Regions from separate parts of the Danio rerio genome. Here region 2 is linked to region 1. Evidence: chromatin contacts called from public HiCAR-type data. All regions are on one chromosome and are shown on one strand. The core of a region is the stretch at or near the end of the contact, and the rest is flanking DNA. Distances in the headings are between cores, read along the strand shown. Region 1 holds the start of mgat5 (alpha-1,6-mannosylglycoprotein 6-beta-N-acetylglucosaminyltransferase). Region 2 overlaps mgat5 (alpha-1,6-mannosylglycoprotein 6-beta-N-acetylglucosaminyltransferase).

Region 1 (5,531 bases), core at 2,669-5,168:
GAGAATAATAAACTTAATTACACTGCGAAAAGTAGTGTTTTTAAATGTTTTTTTTTTACTACACTCATTGTGTTAAATTGAAGAAAAAGAAAGTTGTGGTCTTAATGTGAAGAAATCCTTAAGAAACCAGCCAATATGCGTGTATAAAACTTAATCTCATTTTGGTTTTACAAGATTAAAAGTTAAAATTATGTTGTAATTTACTTATATTTACTCGTTTTAAACCCTTATCAGTTTCTTTCTTCTTTTAAACATAAAAGAAGACATTTTGAAAAATGTTAGAAGCTGATAACCATTGAATTTCATATTTGTTTTGCCACTATATGGAAATCAATAGTTACATGTTTTTAGATTTCTTCAAAATATCTTCTTTTATGTTTAACAGAATAGGGAAACTCATAAAAGAGTAAACAGTCAGTAATTCATCATTTTTGAGTGAACTATCCCTTTAATTCATTATTCATCAATTTTCTTTTCGGTTTAGTCCTTTTATTAATCAGGGGTCGCCACAGCGGAATCAACCGCCAACTTATCCAGCATATGTTTTACTCAGCGGATGCCCTTCCGCAGCCCAACACTGGGAAACACAATTACACTTTCATTCACACATTCAATATTAACAATTGAGCTTATTCAATTCACCTTCCACATGTCTTTTGTTCTGTTGGGGAAACCGGAGCACTCGGGGGAAACCCACGCGAACACGTGGAGAACATGCAAAGTCCACACAGAAATATCAAGTGACCCAGCTGGGACTAGAACCAGCGACCTTCTTGTTATGAGGCGATTGCGCTATTTCTTTAATTTAAACGACAAACCAAAACAGCTTAAGCTGCAAGTTTACAAGCTGTCCAATAGATGGCGCCATCACTTCGTGTTCTATCCTAAATCTATTAATCTACAAGAAGTGGATAGGTCACCTCGGAATTTACCATGCTGTTATAGTTTACTCCCCATAGGACGTTGAATCCAGAGTTTATTCGGTGAAATGCAAAGGAGAAATTCTGTATTTGCGTTTGACAACAACATATGGCAGAACACGGCTACTAAAGAAACAGAATAGGTTTATGTGAGAGTATATTTCAAGACATACAAAGTCTGAAGTCATACAAAGGTTGTGTGAGTGGAAATCATCGACATGTATAAGTCATTATTGCTCTCATAAACTTGATTTTAAAGGAATAGTTCACCCCAAAATGACTCCCTTGCTGAAAGATCCAGCTTAAACCAGCCTGACTGGTTGGCTGGTTTTAGCTGGTTGACCAGCCTGGTTTTAGAGGGGTTTTGGCCACTTCCAGGCTGGTTTCCAGCAATTTCCAGCCTGGTCTCAGCTGGTCAGACTGGAAGATGACCAGCTAAAACCAGCTTGACAAGCCTAGGCAAGCTGGGAGTCCAGCCAAAACCAGCTATGTCCAGCTTAAACCAGGCTGGTCAAGCTAGTTTTAGCTGGATTTGGCTGGTCATTTTCCAGCCTAACCAGCTAAGACCAGGCTGGAAATGGCTGGAAACCAGCCTGGATATGGCCAAAACCCCTCTACAACCAGGCTGGTCAACCAGCTAAAACCAGCCAACCAGCCTAGGCTGATTTAAACTGGATTTTTCAGCAGGGTCACCATTGTCTCACCCTCAAGGGACTCTTTTCACAAGACTGTTATTATGTGTTTAATGGTCAGTATAGTCTTAAATCCTTGAAAGTTTTAAATATGTTGATTTAAAAAAAAAACGTATGGACATTTATATGCATTTATGTATGTATTAGGCTATCTTTTTGTCAAATTTCAAGTAACGAATTGCCACTTACAGTATGTGAGGGGTTTGTAATGCAGCGTCTATGGGGGCGAAAGTAAATTTGATGTTATTCTCTCCTCTGGCTGCCGTCATCAGTCTCACAGTAGATTTATCTTTTTTTCTGAAAGTCTTGATAACACCATAGTTGAGTTTTTCTTTTATTTCAGCAAATAGGGTTGTAAAAATTATTTGTTGTAGCCTACTCTCCCATTCACGCGCTCTAAGTTTACCCAATTATGATGCCATCCGCTACTGAGAAACCTGAGTCTAGTCATTTCAAACATACATAAGTTTAAATTTCTGTTGAACACAAAATAATATATTTTGAAAAATGTTACAAACCTGTAACCATTGACTTATCATGCTAGGAAAACAATGAAAGTCGATGATTACATGTTTAACATTTTCAAAATAATCAGTTATTTTGTGTTTATCAGAAAAAAAGGAAACTTAGATAGGTTTGTGACAAGTCAAGAATAGGGGCGTAGTGGGTAGCACAATCTCACACAGCCTCGCCTGGGTCAGTTGGCATTTCTGTGTGGAGTTTGCATGTTATCCCCGTGTTGGCATGTCCAAAGTCCAAAGGTAAGTTAAATTGTCTGTAGTGTTAGTGTGTGAATGAGTATGTATGGGTGTTTTCCAGTGATGGGTTGCAGTTGGAAGGGCATCCGCTGCTTAAAATACATGCTGGATAAGTTGGCGGTTCATTACGCTGTTCGATCCCAAATTAATAAAGGGACTAAGCCGAAAAGAAAGTGAATGAATGTGAACAAGTCTTATTAGGGATGAACATCCCTTTAAAACCAGAATAGTGAGCAGGGGCGGACTGGGACAAAAATTTAGCCCTGGCACTGTAGACCACATTTTCACACTGACACAGCCCCACCATTGGTGTACATATGGTGAAATGATAAAAGCCATATGACATGGTCCATTTCTGACAATTAGCTTGTGTTGCACTTACTGTTTTGACATTCTTTACCAGATTTTGATTATGTCCACGTAACCTCTGATTGGGTCGGCCCATCTCAAAACCAGCCAGATATTATTATTATTATTATTATTATTATTATTCAATTCAATTCAGCTTTATTTGTATAGCGCTTTTACAATGTAGATTGTGTCAAAGCAGCTTCACATGAATGGTCATAGTAACTGGAACAGTGTGGTTCAGGTTTTAGTGTTTAAGTTCAGTTCAGTTCAGTTTAGCTCTGTTCAGTGTGATTTAATCATTACTGAGAGTTCAAACACTGAAGAGCAAATTCATCGATGCGTAGCTCTACCAATCCTGAACCATGCGAGGCAGTGGCGACAGCGGAGAGGGAAAAAAAACTTCACCTGATGGGAGTGAAGAAAAAAAACCTTGAGAGAACCAGACTCAGTTGGGCATGACCATTTTAATTTCTCCGCTGGCCAAAAGTCTTGTGCAGAACTTCATTATTATTATTATTACTATCCTCATCATCATCATCATCATCATATTCACATCTTGCAAGAGATAAAAGCTGCCTGCATGTAAAAACCATACATATTAAAAAATAAAAATGACCGGCCCACATTTAAAAAATTGTCCAGCCCTTCTGACATTTGCCAGATGGCCAATCCGACCCTGCTAGTGAGCTAAACTCAAGTATGGTTAGGCCTGTAATCAAGCCAATTATTCACCCAGAAAGATTCTAAATGATTTGTTGAACCACGAATCTGCCATTTATTGTAAACTCATATTGTCTGAATTAATATTGTTCAAAATGAGTGACATTTATAGATTTACATTTATTTAGAGATACATTTGTAGGTTTCAATGTACAGTGTATTTGTCATGTTAATGTAGGATTGTAGGTTAACTTGATTCCACCTAACTTGATTCCTCCTTCAATTTTGGTGTGATTAAGGTCAATTTAGGCTGCCTGAAATCAATTTCTAACGTAATTGAACTAATTAATTGAACAATCATTCCACCTGTGTGGTTCTATGAAGTTAGGGGTCCTCAGAGAGCGCATTAGGAAAGTTTTTACGCTTTCCGACGTCGTACGTAAAATCGCCACGCTCCCTGCGTCCTCTGTGCGTCTCGACGCTCTTTGTGTTGAATGTGATCAGACAGCGAAACGAAACACACCGACTGTTGTCAGGTGCGTGGATCCACACTGACGCCGATCACAGTGAAACCACCGGCTTTTCCACAGCATTTAACGTCCATATCATCACCCCAAATCTCAAATCAGGTGGGTGTTTGTTCGGTTTTCCTTATAAACGCGTATGTAATGAAAGCAGGGCGCGTTTGGTGCGCTGCAGTCCACTGCGGAACTCGCGCATATGTGTGTGATATACGTGTTTATTTATGTTGTTTATGCGCTAAAATCTGCACATTAGGTGTTTAACACCTTATTAAACTACAGCATTACAAATAACCCCTATAGGAGCAATATATGCCATTCCTGTGTCGCTCATACATGGCGAAACATTCGTACTTTGATGTATTGAAATGAATGTATCATGCTTTTAACACGGGTACTTCCGAGAATATGGTGCTACAGTTATACATCTATAAGCAACCGCGGTAGTATAGCGATGTGATGTCTAAACAGTGTCATTAGTGCTCCTTTATGTGACTTTACTATGGTACAGAACGTTAGAAAAGCGTTGTACGAAAACAGATGTCTGTAAGCTAGATTAAAGTCAAAGTGTTATGTGTCAACCAACACTTTACCGTGGTAACACAACAGCGTTTCTTTAAAGTCGTATTATTAAGTAGCCTGAGGTAAAGTGTCTTGCTCAAGGGTAAATTGGTGATCGGATCTACCTCAGGTTTCAAACCTACAACATTTGGCTTCCCATCCAAGGCCTGTAACCTTTAAGCCACATCAGTTTATGTTCTGCTATTGGTGTAATTATTCACAACTGTTCAAGTTAAATTTAATTCTGGTATTGTGTTTGGTGGAGTAGTTAAAGAACTGAGATGACAAACTGAAGGTTTTTTGGGGTCAAGTCCCAGAAATACCAGTTTATAAAAAGGGACTTGTGAGATGTCACAGCCAGTTATGCTGAATAACCATTTTGTACTCCTTTATTATCATGTTTTAAACATTTACATTTTGTCTTCTTAAAAATGTCCTGTAGTACAAATGCATGTAAATACTGTGGTATTTAAGTATGGTAATCATTTGGTGCAATGGTTTAGAAACTAAAGTAACATGAGATCAGATCATGCTACAGTGATCTTCTGAAGTGCATTATAAAATAACCTGTGGTAAACTCATGTGTTGCATCAAACCTACAACATTTGGATTCGGGTCTGGATTTGGATCGTTCTAGGCCTTTAACAAATCACTTAAATAAGTATTTGTACTGTAATTGGTTCAGTTTTTAAAAAACATTAAGTAAAGTTTATTTATAAACTAATTTCGAGAGGAGCACGTGATTATGATTGATAGCACCTGGTCCGCATTAGCTAACACTGATTTGATCAGAAGACTCCTTAACCACTATAAATAACCAGAGTATCTTACTTCAGCCATCTTCATCTTGAAGAATCCCCCCTTCCACTCCTACTCCTCCCATTTCCTTGTCAGGGCAGCACGGAGGCCTAGTGGTTAGCACCACGGTTGCACAGCAAGAATGTCACCAGCTCAGACTCTTTCTGGCCAGGTCGGCATTTCTATGCGGAGTTTGCATGTTCTCCTTGTGTTTGCATGGGTTTTCACCGGGCTCTCCGGTTTCCTCCAACAGACCAAAAACGTGTGACA
Region 2 (5,914 bases), core at 3,239-5,738, 100 kb after region 1:
ACTTACTTGACTTCTAGTTAATCATCTGTTGAACTGCATGCCAATCATCACAAAAACTGGAACCCGCATGGACCCAAGATTCTCACAGAAATCAGTCAAGTTTGGTGAAGGAACAATCATGGTTTGGGGTTACATTCAGTATGGGGGTGTGCGAGAGATCTGCAGAGTGGATGGCAACATCAACAGCCTGAGGTATCAAGACATTTGTGCTGCCCATTACAATACAAACCACAGGAGAGGGCAAATCTGTCAGCAGGATAGCGCTCCTTCTCATTCTTCAGCCTCCACATCAAAGTTCCTGAAAGCAAAGAAGGTCAAGGTGCTCCAGAATTGGCCAGCCCAGTCACCAGACATGAACATTATAGAGCATGTATGGGGTAAGATAGAGGAGGTGTTGAAGATGAATCCAAAGAATCTTGATGAACTCTAAGAGTCCTGCAGGAACAATTTCTCTGCCATTTCAGATGACTTTATTAACCTTATTTATTTGAATCATTGCATAGATGTATGGATGCAGTCCTCCAAGCTCATAGGAGTCATAGACAATAGTAATTCTGTTTCCACTGCACAATGACTTTATATTCTATACTGAACATTATTTCTGTTAAGTGACAAGACTTTTGTCTAAGCAAAGTCAGACCTCACGGTCCTAATTAAATAATTAAAATTCAAGACATGATCATATTTTATTTTGGTGAAATAAGTGTAATCTAGAGGCCTTTGTCCTTCATATAAGCTTCTTCTGATACCAATTGATCAACTAGAAGTCAAGTTATTATTTGTTGTTCCTAAAACTTGGATAGGCGACAAGACATTTGTCAGGTAGTGTACACCAAAATTCAGTTTAATTCATATCTCCAGTCTGAAGGGTTTTAACCGAAGGATTTGTTAATATATAATTTGCCAGCTTTTATTTTATTCTACAAAATAAATTTAGAAAAAACATTTTTTTTGGCTTTTTGCAGTATTTTTAGCATTAATGAACATTAAAATGAAATTTTAAAAATTTGTTTGTTAAAAACGTCATCCAGTGTTCGGATTTTTGTCCTAAAACTGTAAATTAGTGCATATTTAATGAACGGATGCCTAATTTCTATATACATATAACATTTTAGAAATCGTGTAATACAAAAATGCGAAATGCATTAATACTGTTTAGAATTAAATAAAATTGTACTATTGTGTATTATTTAGTTTAGCATTGGTTTTGTTTATAATTATGTAATTGTCTCTTTTCTGATTGGTTGTTCTGTTTCTTCCCCCACAGCTCACACTCCCGATAACAGTTTCCTGGGCTTCGTGGTTGAGCAGCATCTGAACGCCAGTGACGTCAAACACATCGACGACATCAAGCGGCAAAACCAATCGCTGGTTTACGGAAAAGTGGACAACTTCTGGAAGGTCAGTTGTGGTCCCAAAACAAATGCCGTCCAATGTTTTGTGTCTGTTTACATGTGAAACCCTGATGTGTTTATATGCAAGATTATTTGGCCATGCTTTTTTTTTGACGTTGAGCGCCAACAAAAGTGTTTTCGATCCGACTCTGATGACTTCCATGTTTTCCCGCTGTGAGGTCACGGTCGGTTCCACTGTTAAGACGATCCTGAAGTTTTCCTGTCCATCTGGATCTGAAAGGCCCGAGTAATGAGAGACGCAGAAAGTGCACGTGTAAAACAAATCCAAAACAACATCTAATCCCACATGCTTTCTCACAGAAAGGCCTTAAATTGAATTCTCAGCCTGTTTCTACAATGTTCTTCTGTGGCAGCTTGCTCGTTTTTTGGCACCCTAGATGAGATGAGTGATATTATGGGTTTTGTTTCCTTTCTGTCTTGGACATGAAATCAAACTGGTCATGTGAAGTTTCATAGTGTTGTGTGTGTGTATATACACGAGCAGTATCACACTTGTAGCAGTATGAAGTGGCTGTATATTAGCACTGGTGGGAGGTGTGCATTGGCTCGAGGCTGCAGGTTGAGCGCCTTAGTGTCCTACCAGTGACGATATACAGCCATATTGTACTGCTATAAGTGTGATATTGCGTTTATACAAGAGTTCGACGGCATTATCGTGTAAATAAAATAAAAAAAAACCAAACACTGAGAGTCACAAAAATCATTTTGTACGAGGAACTACTTTATTTCACCGTTCATACACATCTGCACCTGACGTCAGAACAGCAGAAACCATTGCTACTTCACAAACATCACTTTAGTGCTTGTACTTGAATGATTCTCTAGTGTAATGTTTAAAGTGATGACAAATCAGGTGATTTGGTCACATTTTAAGATTATAAGACTAATTTCTCAGTATTTCTCTGTTGTAATCGGCAGATCACAATAATTAACCCTGAAAAAGCCAAAGCAAAGCGAACATTACAAGATTACCATGGGTTAAATACAGCACTACAACATACAAAAGAGAGAGATCAACTTAGAATGTCACCTGTTTAATGTTGATTTGATCAGCTCTAGTTTGAAATTTACATCGACTTTTTCTCCTCTAAGGACTTATTATGTGATCTCTGTCGCCATCTTGTGGCAGATTGTCAACCTGAACATTATGTTAGAGTTTAACATTGTATGTTTACAATGTACCATTATAGCGATTTACAATTATGCAGATGTTAAATATCTGCAGCGATATCTTAACAGGATTATGAACTACCTGTTTTGTACTATTCTCCGAGGTCCACTTGTAATGTTAGTCATTTACATAAAAAACATCCTAGTTTAGAAGTTAATTGACTATTTTCTGTGCTATTTTTGATCTTCGTCAGAACATGGCAGATCGTAGTCTCAAGTAAATATCTACTGCTCTGATTGGCATGTTAACATTGCTAAACAGGCAATGAAGTAGGAGCAGGCATCAGTCTTCTGTGGAGGCGGGGTATATCAAGACTACTACATCATAGTGTAGAGCATTACAAAACCCGTTATTTTCCCAGACTGCGTTCCATATAGGCTGTTTTAGAGCAACAAAAATGACTGAGTTCAGAAACTTCTTGGTTGTTTTTATAGTACTTGGACCTCTTATAATTGAAAAATTTTTGACGTGTTGATTTTGCATGTTATGCTGCCCTGAAAGGTACAATATCTGACACACAACTTTTTATAGCATATTATTAATACCATTTTTTATATATTAGTTTGCCTATACGTTAAGGTATGTTTTTTTTCTGTAGAGCTTATTTGCATATCTTTAAAGCACATTGACTAACCAATTTAATGTATAACGTCATTGTTTTCTGGCTCTTTAAATGAACGTTTGCACGTTTTTAAGTTTGCCTGTATCCAAGGTTATATTTGCAGCGAGATCTTAACAGGATTATGAACTACATGTTTTTTAATTTTGCATTATTCTCTGAGGTCCACTTATAATTTTAGCCTGTCATTTTCATAAAAATGAAGTAATAAACTGTTTTCTGTGCTGTTTTTGACGCTTGTCAGAAGGTTGGAGATTTTAGACTAAAACAAATAGCTATTGCTCTGATCAGCTCACAGATTTTCATATTAACATTGCTAAACAGGCAGTGTAGTAAAAGGCATCAATCTTCTGTGGAGGCGGGGTTTATCCAAACTGTTACATCATAGATTAGAACATTACAAAACCTGTCATTTTATCAGACTGTTTTCAATATTGGCTGTTTTTACCGCAACAAGAAATGCTTGAGTTCTGAAATGTCTAGGATGACTTAGACCTCTTATTTACATCCAAAAATTATGTAAATTTAGATTTCGCATTTCATGCCCCCTTTAAAAGGTAAAATATCTGACACATTTATAACTTGTATACATTTATAACATTATTTGCATTTATAAGCTCATTTGCATGTCTTTAAGGCACATTAACTAACCCATTTAATGGAGAACATCATTGTTTTTTGCCTCTCTTGAACATTTAAATGTAAGTGTTTATATTTTGCCCGTATGCAGAGGTTAGCTAATCAAAAAAAGTGGAGCTAATTTGCATATCATAACAATATAGCCACAGAATCGTGTTACCTATGCGTTTCTCTCTGGAACACAAAATGAAAGTTTATATGCAAATTTAGTTGGTACGCAGAGGTCATTTGCATATCTAAAAGGCACACTAACCAAATCATGCAATGAAAAACATGATTTTTTTTTTGTTCCTGCATCATTAAATGAAAGTTTGCAGGTACACGGAGGTTAGCTAATTATAGTAGAGCTTATTTGCATATCTTAAAGTCACACTAACCAAATAATTGAATGATTTTTTTTTTAACACAGTTTACATGCAGAGTTAGCCAGGGCGCAGAGCTTAGCTAATCAAAAAAAAAAGAGCTCATTTGCATATCTTAAAGGTACAGTAGTCCGTTTAATTCTAAGGGTCAGAAAGAGGTTAAGGATGATGGATGCGTTTACGGCGTCAGTGCTTTCTCATTTAGCCTCATGCAATTTTACTGATGCCGTCCTTCACCCAGCGGGAGACAGAGCTCCTGCTACTGCACAGCCTCTCAAGTACTGGTTTCCATGGAAACAAACTTGAGCATAGGCCCTGTGTGTGTCTCGTCTAGAGATCAGAGGATATGTGTATAGGCTTTTGAAATGCAAATAAAGTCTTGGCTCTTCCTTTACACACACACACACAGACACACAGATACATTCATTGCATTATTAGCACTGTAAGTTCACTTTCAATGCATCTTTGTGTCTATTTTTTTCTCTTTTTCATGAATCTATCAATTTTGAGATTTTGCGCACTTTAACTGTTTGTGTTTATATTATTGTAATAAAATTATCACAGATTTTTCTCATGAGTTTTTTTCTCCAACAATTGAACTATAATGCTGTGTTCACATCAGACGCGGAATGCTATTCGCGCGTAATTAGACGCGTGAACATTTGAGTTTACTCGCTTCATTCGTGCGTCAGATCCGCTTCATTTGTGCGTCAAATCCGCTTCATTCGCGTGTCAAATTCACTGAGCAATAGACGCAGATTTGCGTGATGGGCAGGGCTTCTGTCTGCCTGGTGACTCTAGCTTCATTGCTAAATGGCCAGCATGGATTTTATTGAGAGGTTAGCCGTGTTTATGCGCTTTATGAAGGCTGAAAAAGAGCCTCAATTCGTTTGGAGCCGTGCCCGAGTTCACTAGATTTTTTTCAGAGGTGCGCCCAGCTCTGTGGGCTCATGAACTCTTCCAGAAATTTAACCTTGATGATGGAAGCGTTTAGCGGTGCTTCTGCCCGAGCTGAGCCCAGTTTGATGTACTGTTGTTGGTGTAGGCAGGAGGATTTTCCCCTAAGACACTAACAACAGGCGCTACGGCATAATAAAGCCCCCACAAGAGCAAAATCCTGATTGGTTAACGAGGCGCGAATGTCTGCTGAAGTTTAGATTTTCGAACTTGACGTTAGGCGTGTCATTCGCGCAGTGCCATTCATGCAATTCGCTCCATTTGCGCATATCATGCCGCAGGATGTCTATTGCAGTGTAAATCACTCATGCTTGACGCTTCTTCTGCATTTGGTGTGAATGCAGATGCAGCATAAGTCTCCACTTCAGCATCTTACATACACACAGCTTGATACACACAGCTTGAAAAAAATTTTTTTTCTGTGAGGTTTTTACAGAGGGGGTGATTATACATAATATGCCTTATTATATATAACATTTTAATCTACAAAAAATGTAGAAAATAATAATTATGTAAATAATAATTATGTAAATAATAATTTATGTAAATAATAATAATTCCCTACATTTATATTGCGCTTTTCTGGACACTCAAAGTGCTTTACACATTGGGGGAATCTCCTCGTCCACCAGCATCATGAAGAGATTCCTGAAACTTCCTCTGTAAAAAAAGAATCTAAGGCTGCATTTACACTGCACTGTTCAAGTGACTCAATTCTGATTCTTTTCTCCTATGTGGCTCACATCGGATA

What was found. HiCAR-type assays count read pairs that join an accessible place to other places.
Region 2: a HiCAR-type map of caudal fin shows a contact between it and region 1, with 7 times the contacts expected there. The contact joins the enhancer-like site here to the promoter of mgat5 in region 1. A contact is called at or near these places in 9 of 18 Hi-C or Micro-C datasets (caudal fin, embryo, hematopoietic stem cells and 2 more) and 3 of 4 datasets of contacts at active chromatin or transcription factors (caudal fin, embryo and gastrula embryo).

Annotation. Positions count from the first base shown.
Region 1 is chr22:11,627,559-11,633,089 of GRCz12tu, forward strand. mgat5 (alpha-1,6-mannosylglycoprotein 6-beta-N-acetylglucosaminyltransferase) reads left to right here and starts at 3,919. Exons shown (of 17, transcript NM_001045311.1): 1 at 3,919-4,010.
Region 2 is chr22:11,727,948-11,733,861 of GRCz12tu, forward strand. It overlaps mgat5 (alpha-1,6-mannosylglycoprotein 6-beta-N-acetylglucosaminyltransferase), which reads left to right. Exons shown (of 17, transcript NM_001045311.1): 11 at 1,268-1,401. Among named protein-coding and RNA genes, the nearest start is that of tmem163b, 89 kb to the right of the region's middle. Within about 2 kb of position 4,489, at least 4 of the 62 cell types and tissues checked have an H3K27ac peak or open chromatin away from gene starts, as enhancers often do.